Regions from separate parts of the Zea mays genome. Here regions 1 and 2 are each linked to region 3. The links are chromatin contacts, called in public Hi-C maps. All regions are on one chromosome and are shown on one strand. Each heading gives the region's core, a stretch centred on a gene start, on an enhancer-like site or on the middle of the called end of the contact. The rest is flanking DNA. Distances are from core to core; before and after follow the strand shown. Region 1 holds the start of LOC100275862. Region 2 has its middle 87 kb from the start of LOC100275862. Region 3 has its middle 30 kb from the start of LOC103646839.

The links. Hi-C and Micro-C count contacts between places; a contact is called where the count stands out from the background.
Region 1: a Hi-C map of leaf shows a contact between it and region 3, with 5 times the contacts expected there. The contact joins the promoter of LOC100275862 here to the enhancer-like site in region 3. A contact is called at or near these places in 2 of 25 Hi-C or Micro-C datasets (ear and leaf).
Region 2: a contact with region 3 is called in a Hi-C map of leaf, with 5 times the contacts expected there. The contact joins two enhancer-like sites. A contact is called at or near these places in 5 of 25 Hi-C or Micro-C datasets (bundle sheath, endosperm, leaf and 1 more).

The regions. Positions count from the first base shown.
Region 1 is chr2:111,210,935-111,215,505 of Zm-B73-REFERENCE-NAM-5.0, forward strand. It overlaps LOC100275862, which reads right to left and starts at 1,482. Exons shown (of 3, transcript NM_001367829.1): 1 at 1,192-1,482.
Region 2 is chr2:111,296,550-111,301,402 of Zm-B73-REFERENCE-NAM-5.0, forward strand. No RefSeq gene overlaps it. Among protein-coding and RNA genes, the nearest start is that of LOC100275862, 87 kb to the left of the region's middle. Within about 2 kb of position 3,077, at least 18 of the 20 cell types and tissues checked have an H3K27ac peak or open chromatin away from gene starts, as enhancers often do. A contact at or near this core is called in leaf, where this site is marked.
Region 3 is chr2:111,568,570-111,573,171 of Zm-B73-REFERENCE-NAM-5.0, forward strand. No RefSeq gene overlaps it. Among protein-coding and RNA genes, the nearest start is that of LOC103646839, 30 kb to the left of the region's middle. Within about 2 kb of position 1,267, at least 3 of the 20 cell types and tissues checked have an H3K27ac peak or open chromatin away from gene starts, as enhancers often do. A contact at or near this core is called in leaf, where this site is marked.

The DNA of each region.
Region 1 (4,571 bases), core at 232-2,731, 360 kb before region 3:
CGGCGGGCAGTCTGCTTAACACGGGCTAGATCTCCGGCAGAGCGAGAGCAGAAGAGGGCAAGCAAGCGGAGGAAAGTGCTAGGGTTTCTTCAGCACACGCTCAAACGGGTGAAAAGTTCCAGCCCGCGCCCAGCTTTTATAGGCCAGGGACAGTGCCTCAGGAACTCAACAGTCCTACAGTAAAACGTCTCATCAACGGTCACATTTCAAAAAATCCCGCGCAACCACTTCGAGCGAGGGCAACATTTTCGCCATCTTACGACAGACTTCGGCACCAGCTGATTTAGTCGAACTGGTCCCTCGGAGGACAAATGTTGGAGCGAAGGCTCAACGCCCCCTCGCTCGAAAGATCACAATGTCGAACGGGTTAAGGACTGGAGGGCGCAAAGGCCTGAAGAGCGACCGCGCTTCGAAGAGCATGAAGAGTCCGGGCGAAGACTCGGGCGCTACTTTCGCCAGAACGGGCAAGAGCGAAGACCATCAATAATTCCATTGGCAAAGAATCTAGACTGCGAAGACCATGTGCTGCGATCTACCGCCAATTGTAATAGGGGGGGCCCATGTATAGTTGGCCCACACTGTGAGATCTAGCCTGCAGACCGTCACGCGGGTAGGGCTGTTAGTGGATCAGCCCATGCTTGTAATTAATTACGCTGTAATGACCCGCTGTAACCCCCAAGGGAGAATATTCCGGAGATAACTTAGGTAACCGAGGGTACAATCGTCTTTGACGAGGCAGGGCCAACCCTCGGTTACCTATAAATACTCCCATATAGTACCATTGCGGGGGACAGAAAAACATTGTTGCCCTAATACTCTGTCTTAAGCGACATCAAACTGTTTCCTATTCTCCCACTGTTTGAGGTTGGCTAACCGCGAGTTAGCGAGTTCCAACTCATTGTCAAAACAGCTACCATGAATAGTGCAGGTGACAGGTGCAGCTCAACTACAAACATTCTACGAAAGCTGCATCAATCCTGTAAAAACTATGTGCCCTGCTGCAGTTGCACTAGACAAATAGGCTTATGTTGTGATTAAAATCTCAAGTCATCTGTTAGCCCCATGTGTTTGAACAATAATTGGTATATTTGGAAGTGGCAATCTTTGAAATTGGGAGCAAATTGTTCATACCAAAATGTAAATCTAAAACGATACCAAAACAAGAGTTAACAGGACGCTGAAGTTTTATACCTAGTGCTTGCTTACTTCTTTCAGAAATGTTGTCACCTCCGCACCTGACACTGGTGAACGGCCGCCGACGGGGACAAGGACGGGCGGATTGCAGACTCGCTCTGGTCGAGCCCACGCAGCCCTGGAACTGGATGCCTGGCGCCGCGACACCTGTCTAGCCCTCGCGCCTCGCACGGCCAAACCTGTCAGCGTTGCGTGCTGGAGCCGTCTACCGCCCGTCCCGGTCCGGCCGCCCACTGCTGCTAGGGTTGGGGATTCGCCGCCGATTTGATCGGCCTCACGCCTCCACGCACGGCCGCAGCGGTGATGATGGTGGCCTATTGGGTAGGGATGGTCCGGAATAGTTAGGTGGGCTACTTTTCTCCTTCAGAGCCCACGTTTAATTTTGCATTGAGCCCAGTTGCATAGCCGGGCCAATAACGCAACGAGAATTTCATTCAAATCGTCTACTATTCTACATTAGTATTAGTAAGGTGCCCATACTAACGGAACCATAAATCCAAAATGCAATAATTTTAATCAAAACGATAGAGTTATAGACATAGGGCACGGCTTGAATTTTCATAATCTTAATCACCTAATGAAAAAAAAGTTGTACCCTTCTAGGTTATCTTCAATTTCCTATTCTACATTCATGGAGAACATAAGGTTCCTGATCAACCAATGCACATATACACATAATTATACAATATGTTCCAAGAGGACAAATATTATAATGACAAGCTATATTTCATGGATTCTTGTGAAGGAGAATCATATTCATTTGTAGCTTTGCCATTATTATAGACATTTATACAAAACCCAAGAAGGTTCCTTTTCACATCCAAATGGCATTGCCAATACAAAATCTGTAATTTGGTTAGTAGGGGAGAGTCTATGTTGCCATGTTGATTTTAAAAGGTTAGAGAAATACTGTTACAGGGCCATGGGCCAGTGATTAAAGATTATTCCTCCAGAAAGGTAGCCAAACTATCGGCTTTGATCGTACTTTTGTTCACACTGAGCATGGAGCAAATCACCCCCCCCCCCATTTGTGCATTCAACTAACTAGATTCAAGTTTTCATTTTCCTCCCTAAGAAGCTTCACAACTGTGACCAAGATTAGCAAAAATAAATCACATTTCATACCTCGTCTTCAACCTGCAAACTTGTAAACACCGCTTCCTTATTGAAAGGGAAATAGGGTTAACTTTTCCCTACGATTAATTTTGGTGGTTGAATGTCCAACACAAATATATGGACTAACTAGTTCGCTCTAAGAACTCATGTATTACAGGTGCATAAGGTTCAACATAAACTAATAAAAGATTCAAGTTAGGGACTAAAATGAACCGGAGCAAAGACTTGAGTGTGCTGTGGTCTGGCGCACCGGACTGTCCGGTGTGCCACCGGACAGTGTCCGGTGCACCATGTCCGTACGAAGATGAACCAGCCACTCTTAGGAAAACTGAGCCACGCTCCGCTATAATTCACCGGATTGTCCAGTGTGCCACCGGACTGTCCGGTGTGCAAGCAGAGCATCAGCTACTCACTCCAACGGTCAACTGCAAAAGCCGCTGTGAACAACAGTGTGCGTAGAGTTAGAGCCGCAGAGTCAGAGGTGAGGACGAATCGATCGAGTTCTCCCTCGATCGTCTCGTGCTTGGTGATCTTGGTCACCTCGTCCCCTTCGTGCACCGTCTTGAGGACGTTCCAAATTTCTTTGGCACTCTTTAACCCTTGCGCCTAGAGCTGGGCGTTCGGGTTTACCCGTTATTTCGGGTCGGGCTTTTGGGGGTTTTATATTTCGGGTATCTAACATCTATACCCCAACCCGTACCCATAATTTCGGGTACCCATAATTCCGGGTACCCATAATTTCGGGTACGGGTTCAGGTAGTATCAAACTACCCGAAACAGTGAAACAATATTCAGCAGTAGTAGAGTAGAATATTTAATATTCAAGAGAGCAAGATTTAATATTCAACAGTGAAATAGTGAAACAATATTTAGTATTCAACAGTGAAACAATATTTGCTCTCACACAATCACATAACACATAACAGAGTCGGAGACCCAGGAGTTGGACACGTTCAGCGACACCAGCGTAGTCAGGCCTGTCAACAGATGTAGCTCTTGTGTCTTGAGACGAGCACAGTGATGTGCTTGCGTGATGTGCTTGCGTGATGTTCTACAAATAAACTACCTTCCACGATGTGCTTGCTGCCTGGTTGGCTGGTTGCCTACTTGCCTTGCCTGGACGGTTCTATGGGTAATTCGGGTAGATTGGGTACTTCGGGTACCACGGGTTAATACCCGATTAGGCCCAAACTCAATTCGGGTATTTAATTTCGTTACCCGCTGGATCTGTTCGGGTAATGGGCTTCGGGCTAAACGGGTACGGGTTTGGGTATTTCGGATAACAAGCTTTGGGCTCGGGTTTTATGCCCAGATCTACTTGCACCTTATTATACTCCTCTCGACACAAGGAGGCAAGGAGTATAGTTGTGGCTTGGGAGTTAAAGTGCCTAATTTGGGCGACCTCGTCCGAGTCGTTGCCCTCATCCCCCACCTTAGGTACCTGCGCTCCAAACTCAACAACAGCCCAACCCAAAAGGTAAACAAGGACAGGGTGAATACAAAGCTAGTCAGTCCTTAGGTTGAACCATGTTGTGCGGGAATGTAATTTCTCATGTGAATATGACATAAGTAGGTTAGAGGACTCTTACCTTGTTTTCAAAACACAATGCTCAGGTTCTTCAATTTTGTATATCTTGAAGATCGTGATCTCTTGGTCATCAAAACTTCATCATCAATTCCTCGAGGCTCGAGAACAGATCACGTTCTATTTGCAATACACGTCTAACATGAATAGGCACAAGCAAACAAACATACATGCATAAGAACATTACACCAACCAAAGGAAAAGATAATAAAAACGCACGCCAAAGAATAGGGTTCGACGCTATGGTCACACGAGAGAAAGAAGCATGAAAAACAGAGCTACAGTTGAAAAGATATAACTTTCAAAGATTTATGAGATTAGACGCGTAAAATTATATTTCTCAGTTGATTTTAATTTATATAAACTGTTGGAACTCGCTAACTCGTGGTCAGCCAAGATCAAACAGAATAGGAAACAGTTTGATGCCGTTTAACACAGAGTATTAGGACAACAATGTTTTTTCCTTCCCCGCAATGGTGTTGTACGGGGTATTTATAGGTAACCGAGGGACAGCTCTACCCTATCAAAGACGATTGTGCCCTCGGTTACCTACGTTATCCCTGGAATATTCCCCTTTTGGGGGTTATTGTAGGTCATTACAGCACAATTAATTACAAGCACAGACAGACACACTAACAGCTCCGCCCTCTTAGCGGCGTACAAGTGGGACGTTGTA
Region 2 (4,853 bases), core at 1,827-4,326, 270 kb before region 3:
GGCTCGGGTGGCAATGGCGGGCGGAAAAGAGCTCACCGGAGCTAAGGAGGGGTGTCTGGCCGGCGAAGGTGAGCATGGGGTGAAGTGAGGCGCGCCCGCAGAGGCTTTATAGGCGTGGGCGGGCACGGCGGAGGGCGAGTGCGCGCGGCGGACTTGACCGAACGCTGGGGCAAGCGCGCGCCCGGGTTGGTCGAACGTCGGCATGCCGACCAGGGTCGAACACGTGTGCGCGTTCATTCTGCCCGAGTTCTGGCGCGTGTGGTCATTCATCCGAGCCTGCTCTCGCCTTGGTCAGTGCACAAAACCTCTTCTCCTCCCTATAAGCTACCGATCTTGTATGGGGGTCATAGGATTTTGCCTACTGGTTTCAAAGATTTGGAGCCCTAAAGTCTGGTCTGTCTCCCTGCCCGAGCCCGAGGCAAATCCTAGGTTTTGTCATGTCTAGGGCTCGCGTCCCAATGCCATCTTCTGGCATATGACAGAGGGGTTAGTTAGGCACAATTTTGTCAATGGGGTCATTAGGATTTGAGCTAGGGATCAAGGTGAACACGCTCGGTCTTTAGCTCAAGGGCTGAAATTCAGAATTTTGAATTTCAGAAATTCCCATTGAATCCCCACTTGAGAAGCTTGTTTGGAGTTTTTATTAAACTATTTTGGACAAGCTTTCATAATCTTTATTGTAGCTTATTTAGTATACTTCAATGTTTATATTTGGCCTAAGCCATGATTTTATATTTTTCATAGTCTTTTGCCCCTTTTCTTCAATTCTACTTAAAGAGCTCAATTAGGTTTGGTATTAGGGTTTCAACATTTTGCTCTTTTGAAAATCTCATTTGTTTTGAACATGATTCCTTTAGATATAAACTTAGTGGATCTTTTATTCTTAAGTTAATTTGATGCTTCATGCTTAATTTGGCTCACATCAAATGTTGATTCTTGGGTTAGCAATTGAGAGAAACCCTAAGTGACACTGGGGCGTCACAGGGGCTGCAAGGCACCAGCTGATTTTAAGTGGCTTGTCTTTATCCTCTGACAGGTGTCACATTCTGATACGTATCGAGCTATTTCCCTCTTCATTCTGGTCCACCAATACAAGGGTTTCAGATCATGGTGCATCTTGGTGCTTCTCGGATGCATAGAGAATTTGGAGAGATGAGCCTCATCCAAGATTTTCTTCTTGAGATCCTTGTTTTTAGAAACCACCAATCTGCTTCCAAACCACAATATACCCTTCCCATCTTGGCGGAAACACTTATACTTCTCTGTCTTCTGATGGAGGTTCTCCTTAATGATTTGCACTCCCTTGTCACTGAGTTGGGCCATGATTATCTGGTCTCGCAAAGTTGGCTCAATGGAAATGTGAGACAAAGCACCAGAAGGAATCACTTCAATCTTCATTTTGCTCAACTCATCACACAGGGTGTTGATGAGAGAATCCATCATAACACAGTTAGATTGTGACTTCCGACTCAAGGCATCAGCTACCACATTAGGTGGTAGTGTACCTCCAGGTCGTATTCCTTGATCAGCTCTAGCCATCTTCTCTACCTCATGTTAAGATCAGCCTGAGTAAAGATATACTTGAGGCTCTTATGATCTGTGAAGATGTTGCAGTGGGTTCCCATCAAATAGTGTCTCCACATCTTCAATGCATGAACCACGACTGCTAATTCCAAGTCATGAGTCGGATAATTTTGCTCGTGAGGCCTGAGTGCCCTGGATGCGTAGGCAATGACCCGGTTGTCTTGCATCAAAACACAACCCAGTCCAGTGCCAGAGGCATCACAGTATACATCAAATGGCTTGGCGTTGTCGGGTTGCACTAACACCGGTGCTGTGGTCAGATGCTGCCTCAAGATGTGGAAAGCGTCTTCACACTTCTGACCCCAGTCAAACTTGGCTCCCTTCTTCAACAATTTAGTCATGGGCTTCATAATTCAAGAGAAGTCTAGGATGAATCTTCGATAATAACCAGCCAATCCTAGAAAACTTCGAATCTGACAGACAGTTGTTGGCGGCTTCCAGTTCATCACTTCTTGCACTTTATCTGGATCAACAGCTATGCCAGATTGAGAGATAGTGTGACCCAAGAATTTGATTTCCTTTAGCCAAAAATCACATTTGGATAGTTTGGCATAAAGACGGTGCTCTCGCAGACGTTGGAGCACTACATGCAGATGACCGGCATGCTCTTCTTCGTTCTTTGAGTACACCAATATATCATCGATGAAAACCACCACGAACTTGTCCAGTTCAGGCATGAAGAAAAAATTCATCAGATACATGAAGTATGATGGAGCATTAGTCAGCCCAAACGACATCACCAAATACTCATACAACCCATATCTGGTTGAGAAGGCAGTCTATCACTTGCTCGTATCTTGATCTGATGATAGCTGGAGCGAAGGTCTATTTTGGAAAACACTTTGGCTCCGTGTAAGTCCCAAAATTGGTATAAGAAAAAAAATTAATAATAAAATAAATACACGAAGAAATAAAATAGCAAATACAGAAATCTCAAATTATACTTGAGTGTTGAAATTTGAGGACTGAATTTTGAAACCAAGAACTATTTTTTTTAAAAGATGTAATATAAAGGTTTTCAGTTCAACTACTAGATGATTATTCATTTCATTAAATGATGCACCATAAGCATTTATTTACAAGAATATTTAATTTTGAAGTGACTTTTACTTCTTACCCACATTCAAAATACTATTTTTCTAAAAAAAGAGAAAACAATATGAGTGTTTCTCATATTTCAAACATCTATAAATCAATTAAAATAAATACATACCTATGACTTCATAATTGATTTTGAGTATGTAATAAAAATTTGAATTCCTAAACTTTATCGTGGATTTGGATTTTAAATTTGTAAATCAAAAGAGAATGAAATGGGAAAATTAGAAATTGAGAAGAAAATAGAAAAGAAAAGGAAGGATTTCTTGCGCTTGGGGAAACCCTCACCTGTCTCGGCCCATTTCCTTTTCTTGCGCGCGGCCCACTAACTCCCTTCCGCGCAGCCCACGAAGCCAACCCCTCCTCACATGCGTGCTCAGCCACTGCCTCACGGCCCTATCGGCCAGTACCTGCTATCACGCATGGATTTAATCTATCTCTGACAATCCAGCATGCCTTGTCAGTTTCATCCTCTTTCCCTGCTTTCTCGCTAACAGACACGCTTGCCTCACCTGGTCTGCCTGGAATCTCGGCCAGTCGGCCATGCCCCACTCAACCGTCCGCAGAACTCGCGGGCAGCTCCGGGCTCGCCCAAATCGCGCGCCCCTAGCTAACCGCCTCTAGCTTTGCCTTGGCCGCAGCTTGGGCGCAATCAACACGGTCGTGACCAACTCCCTGTTAATCCGCTTGGATCGTTGCGGCCTCTCTGCGGTGCATATAGGTCCCAATCCCTGCGTCCCCATGGCCCCTCGCCAGCCGACGATGCTCCACCACGCCCGCGTCCCTGCTACCCTCTAGCGCCTGCCGTTATTTTCCCTGCACCCCTATCTACTCCATGGACCATCCCATGACCGGTCCACGTGCTCATCTGGGGTCCCATCGAGGCTCCCCGCAACCGAGATGCCTGGACGCGTGTATCGGTAACCCGACCGCGACCGCCGCCGTGGTTCTCCACTGTTGGCGCCACCATGAACCCAGCCGCGCTCGCTGCCATGGGCGCTTCGTCGATTTTCCATGGCCGGGGAACTCCACCGCGCCGCCGCTGCTGTAGTCAATCCCATGTGCATTGCCGCACCGAGAAGATGGCCGTCGTGGTCAACTCGCGTGGACCTCGCCGCTTGGCCACAGGTGATTCCTGGCATTCTCTGGGCGTACTCGCGGGGGGCTGTGGGCCTTGGCGATGGGCTGCTGGAAACACGGAACGCCGGTGTTGCGTGTGTTAGGATGTGTCCTCTACACTAGCCGGTTAACAGTAACCAGGGTAGGGTTAATCCTAACCGTCTAACCGCGCCCCTGATCGGGGGCTATCCTAACCGTTGGTTGCAGCCCCCGGTCACACGACGCCATATAAATAGATTAAGGGGGCCGACGGGTTTAGCCAACGCTAATCGCTCGACCACAAACCCTAATCGACACTTTGAGAGGAACCGATCCCCTAGGCGCTCGGAGTGACTGGAATCGCTATGACTATGTCTCAGATCCCCGTTATCCCATCGGGATCTGAGATTCCCCCTGCAGGCAACATTGGAGGAGCTGATCCACCGCCGATCAACGACGGAAATCAATCTCCTCGACACTAGCAGGGAGATCGACAAGAAGCAGGAGGCGGGTCTTCGCTGCAAGACGCCGCCGCAATGATGGCTAGGAACAACAACGACGGTATGTATACATGTACCCCTCAGTAGAATAGATCTACTCATCATCGAGGTATTTTAGACACGGATTGGTATTCTAGGGACTTAGGAAACGATCCTAAGCACCAGCAATCCCTAACAATGGTATCAAAGCCACCTAAGAACCCTAGATCTCCTAATCCGCATCGTTTTATGAGATCACAGAAAGGTCTCAGATATATGTGATGAACTCATTTATTTATCATCATTCATCACCCGAGAACAGAGAGTTTAGAATAGATTAAAAGAATTTTAGATCTCTCGGGTTAGGGTTTTAACCTAACCTAAATCTAGGGTTTTAGGCCACTGTCAGAGACTTGGTCTCGGCCAAACCCAGGAAATCCGAGATAGTAAAACAGATCAATGTTTTAGGGTTAGGGTTTAATAACCTAACCCTAATCATGACTAGGCCAAAACAAACAACACCTCCACTCCAGCGGCTTAGAAGCCTTGCTGGGCCTGGCCGTGTGGCCGATCAAGGCCATTTTGGCATTTTTT
Region 3 (4,602 bases), core at 17-2,516:
CTTACTTTGAAGCACTATAACTCTTGATCCATGATTATTTGACCTAGGGTTGCTGCAGAAAGTTTGTAGAGGTATGTTTTGTGAGCAAATTTTGTTACCTAAGGTCAGCCTATTATTATTGAAAATTGGGAGAAAATTTGCTCCAAATTGATCCTGTCAGGTTCATGTGTTCAGGTAGCCGAAGTAGAAAATTCAGTGTATTGGAAGGAACTTTGGGGCATTGTAACTTTTGACCTGGGTGCTTTTAGCTCTGAGATTCCATAGCAAGGTGGTAGAGGTTTGTTTTGTGATCATAATTGGTTAGGCTTGGTCGACCTGGTTCAGGTGGGCAGTAGAATGTTGGACTCGATAAACTTCAGTGTGGATTTTTAACTATAAGCCAGATCTTTATGCACAGTTGATGGCGGTTAGTTTTGGCCTGTGGTGTTGTGGATATGTGAGGGTGTCTGTGGGGATGTAAGGATAGACCTTGAGTTCCAAATATCTAAGCCTAAGGAAGTTTATAACTTATCAGACAGTTGCTGTCCTGCTATAATATGAGTCCTGCATAGTGAGATGGACAGACACTGCGTGTCCTGTTTCATGCAACTCCTAACCCTCGGTGTGTGCATAGTGAGATGGACAGACACTGCTTGTCACCGTTCTTATTTCTGTTACCGTGGCCACCAGTGTAGTATTGTTCTTCCTGTCTTCTCATGCCCCTGATCCTAAACCAGCGAGTCCTTTATCCCTCTCTATCTTCGTGCTCGTAAGAGCTTTGCTGTGCTGTTCTCCCTGCCTGAACTCGCCCCGCATCGTCGACGGACATTTAGATTGACGAACATTTAGGTCTTACGAACATGTTCTTCGTGCTCGTAATTTCTTTCTTATATTTTTGTCGTTGTCGTCGCTGTTCCCCATCCTGGTGACCACGCCGACCAATGTTCCCACCCCGCCGTGACCAAGGCTTTCCAAGGTGATGCTTGTTTGTTATGTTCATGTTCCCTCACCCCCTTATGACAATCAAGTTCATGAAGCTTTTCGTTTGAACGCCGCCGGATCGTTGGCGAACCCTGTCCGTGGCCACCTCACCTCGCCGTCGCGTTCCAGGTCCAAATCGGTAGCGAGTAGGTTCAAGTCCCGATTTGCTTCGCGGTGAGCTCCATGCGCTCTCCATATGTTTTGCTAGTGCAGCGGGTTAGTGGTGGAGCCGTGTCGGCGTCGAAGTAGACGCAGCGCCGCCGCCGGCGTACGCGGGGAAAGCAGCGCGAACGCACACGAGTTCTGGAACCTGGGTTGTCAGCGCAGCTTTTGTTCCTGGTAATTGGGCTGGCTGGGCGAATTTTGGCCCAGTCTATTATGAAATTTCTTTATTAATTAACTGATAACTTGTAAACTAGGTTAAAAATTGTAGAAAAATTGGAAAAATGTGAAACAAATTTGTGGGGTTCATTAAATGGTGTAGTTTCTGTTACAATTAATTTTGGAATTTTTACAACAAATAGTAAATTTTGGCTAACTAAAAGATGCTCTTAAAAGGATTAAATGAATTTTAGTAGTAAAACTAAATCTCCAAAAATTATGAAAATTGGTGGGGGAAACTATTTAACACAACATTAGCCCTTGGTAAAAATTTGAACCAGTTTGGGATTGGTTTGCCCAAAAAACCTTGAAATAGCTAAATAGCAATATTTAAATTCACAAATCTAGTGTTAATATATGTTTAAAAGGAGTTTGAATCTATAAATTGTTGGGTAACAACCTTGGTAGACTTAAGTTTGTTTAGTTCTCTGGTTTTTTCTAAGTAACTTCAGTTTGGTCCTTCGCATGTAGTGTTAGACTATATAAGAATGTGGGTATACTTGTCATATGCTTGGTTTTGTTGTGTTTATGTGCTCCACCTCTCCCTTGTGAGAGTTTGCATGGAGTACCATTATATAAACATTCATGTATTTGTAATTGACTTGTAGAACATGTAGAAGAAGTGGTGTTTGAAGATGGAGCTTACTATCTAGTGGTGCCATTCCCTATAACTAATTATCATAATAGCAGGATTTTAGGATCTTCCCCTGCAATAAGGCAAGCCCCCGTTGCATTTGCCACCTTCCTTGTATTTATAAAAAATTATCACTTATATGCTGCATTAGGTGATAGGAGTTGATTGATTAAACACTTGGTACATTACCATCCTTGAAAGGTTGATTGCCATACCTTATTACCTGTTTATAAAAACTAGTGATGCTTAGTCATGCTGATAGAATAAGAAAAATGTTTTTGATCTATGACTCATATTTTTACAAATAAAATGAGCTTGGATAATGAAGGCATCAAATCGCGATGATGAATTCATTATTGAAGCATGGCCCCTCTATTAGGCGCCAAAGTTTTGAAATAGTTTAAAACGACACCACACATTGAGCTGGAGAGGTCGCCCGTCTGTGTCGATTAAGGACCGTACCGATTGTATGCCTATTGATCGAGAACTTTTTAGCTGGCCACATACCTCGTCATGGGTAAGCCTGAACCCGACTACTCCATATGTGAAAAGATAATCGCGCACTGGGAGTGGAGAGATGGCAGGAGTGGCGTGTACCCTCCTGGCACGTGGCTGGATGGTGGAGTACCGTACTCTTAGGTGGCGCGGACCGGTTCACATAGTGGATGACCCATGGGAAGGGTAGACATATGCAAGGGTTAAGTGCTATATATGTCGTGTGGTTGGAGATCCCAAGCTAGGTATTAATCGATTCTAATCGCCGTTATTTGTTGGTCTTGAAGACTGCTCTACATCGTAGATAACAAGTATAACAAAGTTTTGGTTAAAAGAAATCTTGTGTAGGCCATGTGAATGATCTAGATTAGGAAACTCTAGAGACAGGTTAGAAGATTCAGGTAATGACCTAACTTGTGAAATAAAACTTGGCTTAAGGATCCATTATTAGTAAGATTTTATGCAAAAGGGAGTCCTTGATAATTGATGAACTTTTCCCTTGATTCCCAAAAGCTAGCATGCCCTTGAGAGTCTTTTCCTTAGTCGGGTAAGTCTTGCTGAGTAATTGCCTACTCAGGATTTTATTCCCTATGTTGTTGTAGGAAAGACTTTTGATGCCTTTGGCTTTATTAGTAGCTTCTTGTGGAGGCCTTGAAGCTTAGATTACTTATGTGTATCTCTTTTGGAAAGGCTTCACCTTCCCAAGTACTATAGTTAAGTTATACACTTTGAAGACTATCAGGACTTGCAATAATTTCAATCCCTTTTATGTTGTAAAACTTGAGTTCTGCAATGTAAGGTGTATTTTATAAAAGTCTTCCGCTCTATCTCCAATGTGTGTGTATCAAATGTGATTACTGTAATATGCCTGTTATGTGGGAGGTCCTTAGGATGATGAGTTCAAGTTTATGAACTCGATAGCCTTGTTAAGTTACCTAGTACACATGCATTGATATCTGAGGCCATTAAGGCAAGGATTAGTGCATGTGGCTCTGATAACTTGGGAGAGCTGTCACATCTATGGTAAGGTTTGCAAAAAGAGAAGACAAATCATCATTCTTTTCACTAGGGCTACCCTCATCATCGAAAGTAGTATATTTGGGGTGTCTCTAGAGTATACCTTCTTCTTTTTGCCCTCTTTGGCCATGAGACACTTGTGGACGACATTGGGGAAGAGGACACCCTTGTTGATGGCAATGTTGGAGGCATCCTCATTGGAGGAGGAGTCGTTAGAGATCTCGTCGGAGTCCCACTCCTTTCCCATGTGCGCCCCACCACCCTTCTTCTTCTTGTGGTAGTACTTCTTCTCCGTCTTCTTCTTCCCCTTCTTGCCATCGTCCGTGTAACTATCACATGCATATGGACATTTATAAATATAATGACCGAACTTACCACACCGGTAGCAAACCCTCTTGGAGAGGAGTTTGTACTCCTTCCCTTTCCTTTGCTTGAGGATTTGCTCGAAGCTCTTAACGATAAGAGTCATATCCTCATTGTCAAGCTTGGTGTCACACCCGGTTTTGGAAGGTCAACCGAATGCGAACCATGTACGTGCTAGGATCAGAATTTCATGTACACAGCGATTACATAAATGACATCATAGCACAATGCTTCGAATAATAATAAAGAGTAAGTAATAATATTAAAGACTAGGGTCATTTACATAATATAGATCAAAGTGCACATAATAGAAACACAGCCAACATAAATAATCCACCACAGGTAGCTGACTAGGGGAGGTCGCTAGCCTAATCCTCGAACTCGTCGAAGTCCTGGAACTCCTAGAGATCCGCATCAACAATTTCTTCTTCTTCTTTACCTAAGCATAGATTGCACCAACGGCAACCTGGTGTTTTGTGAAAGCAAGGGTGAGTACACATCAACGTACTCAACAAATGTCCCGTTTGGCTGAGGTGGACTAGCTTTATGTGGAGTTAAGCTCAAAGCAGTTGCTTTTAGTTGGTCAGGTATTTATTATTAGTGGAAGCCGAGTTTTAGCAACAACCAACCCGTGGATCATTTCCTCATCGAGGAACATCATTATCATCATCGAACCAAAACCATTAATAGAATCATTGCATCTCGACCCATCTGTAGCTCAGATCATATGTATCTCTAATCAAAGGAGCTCC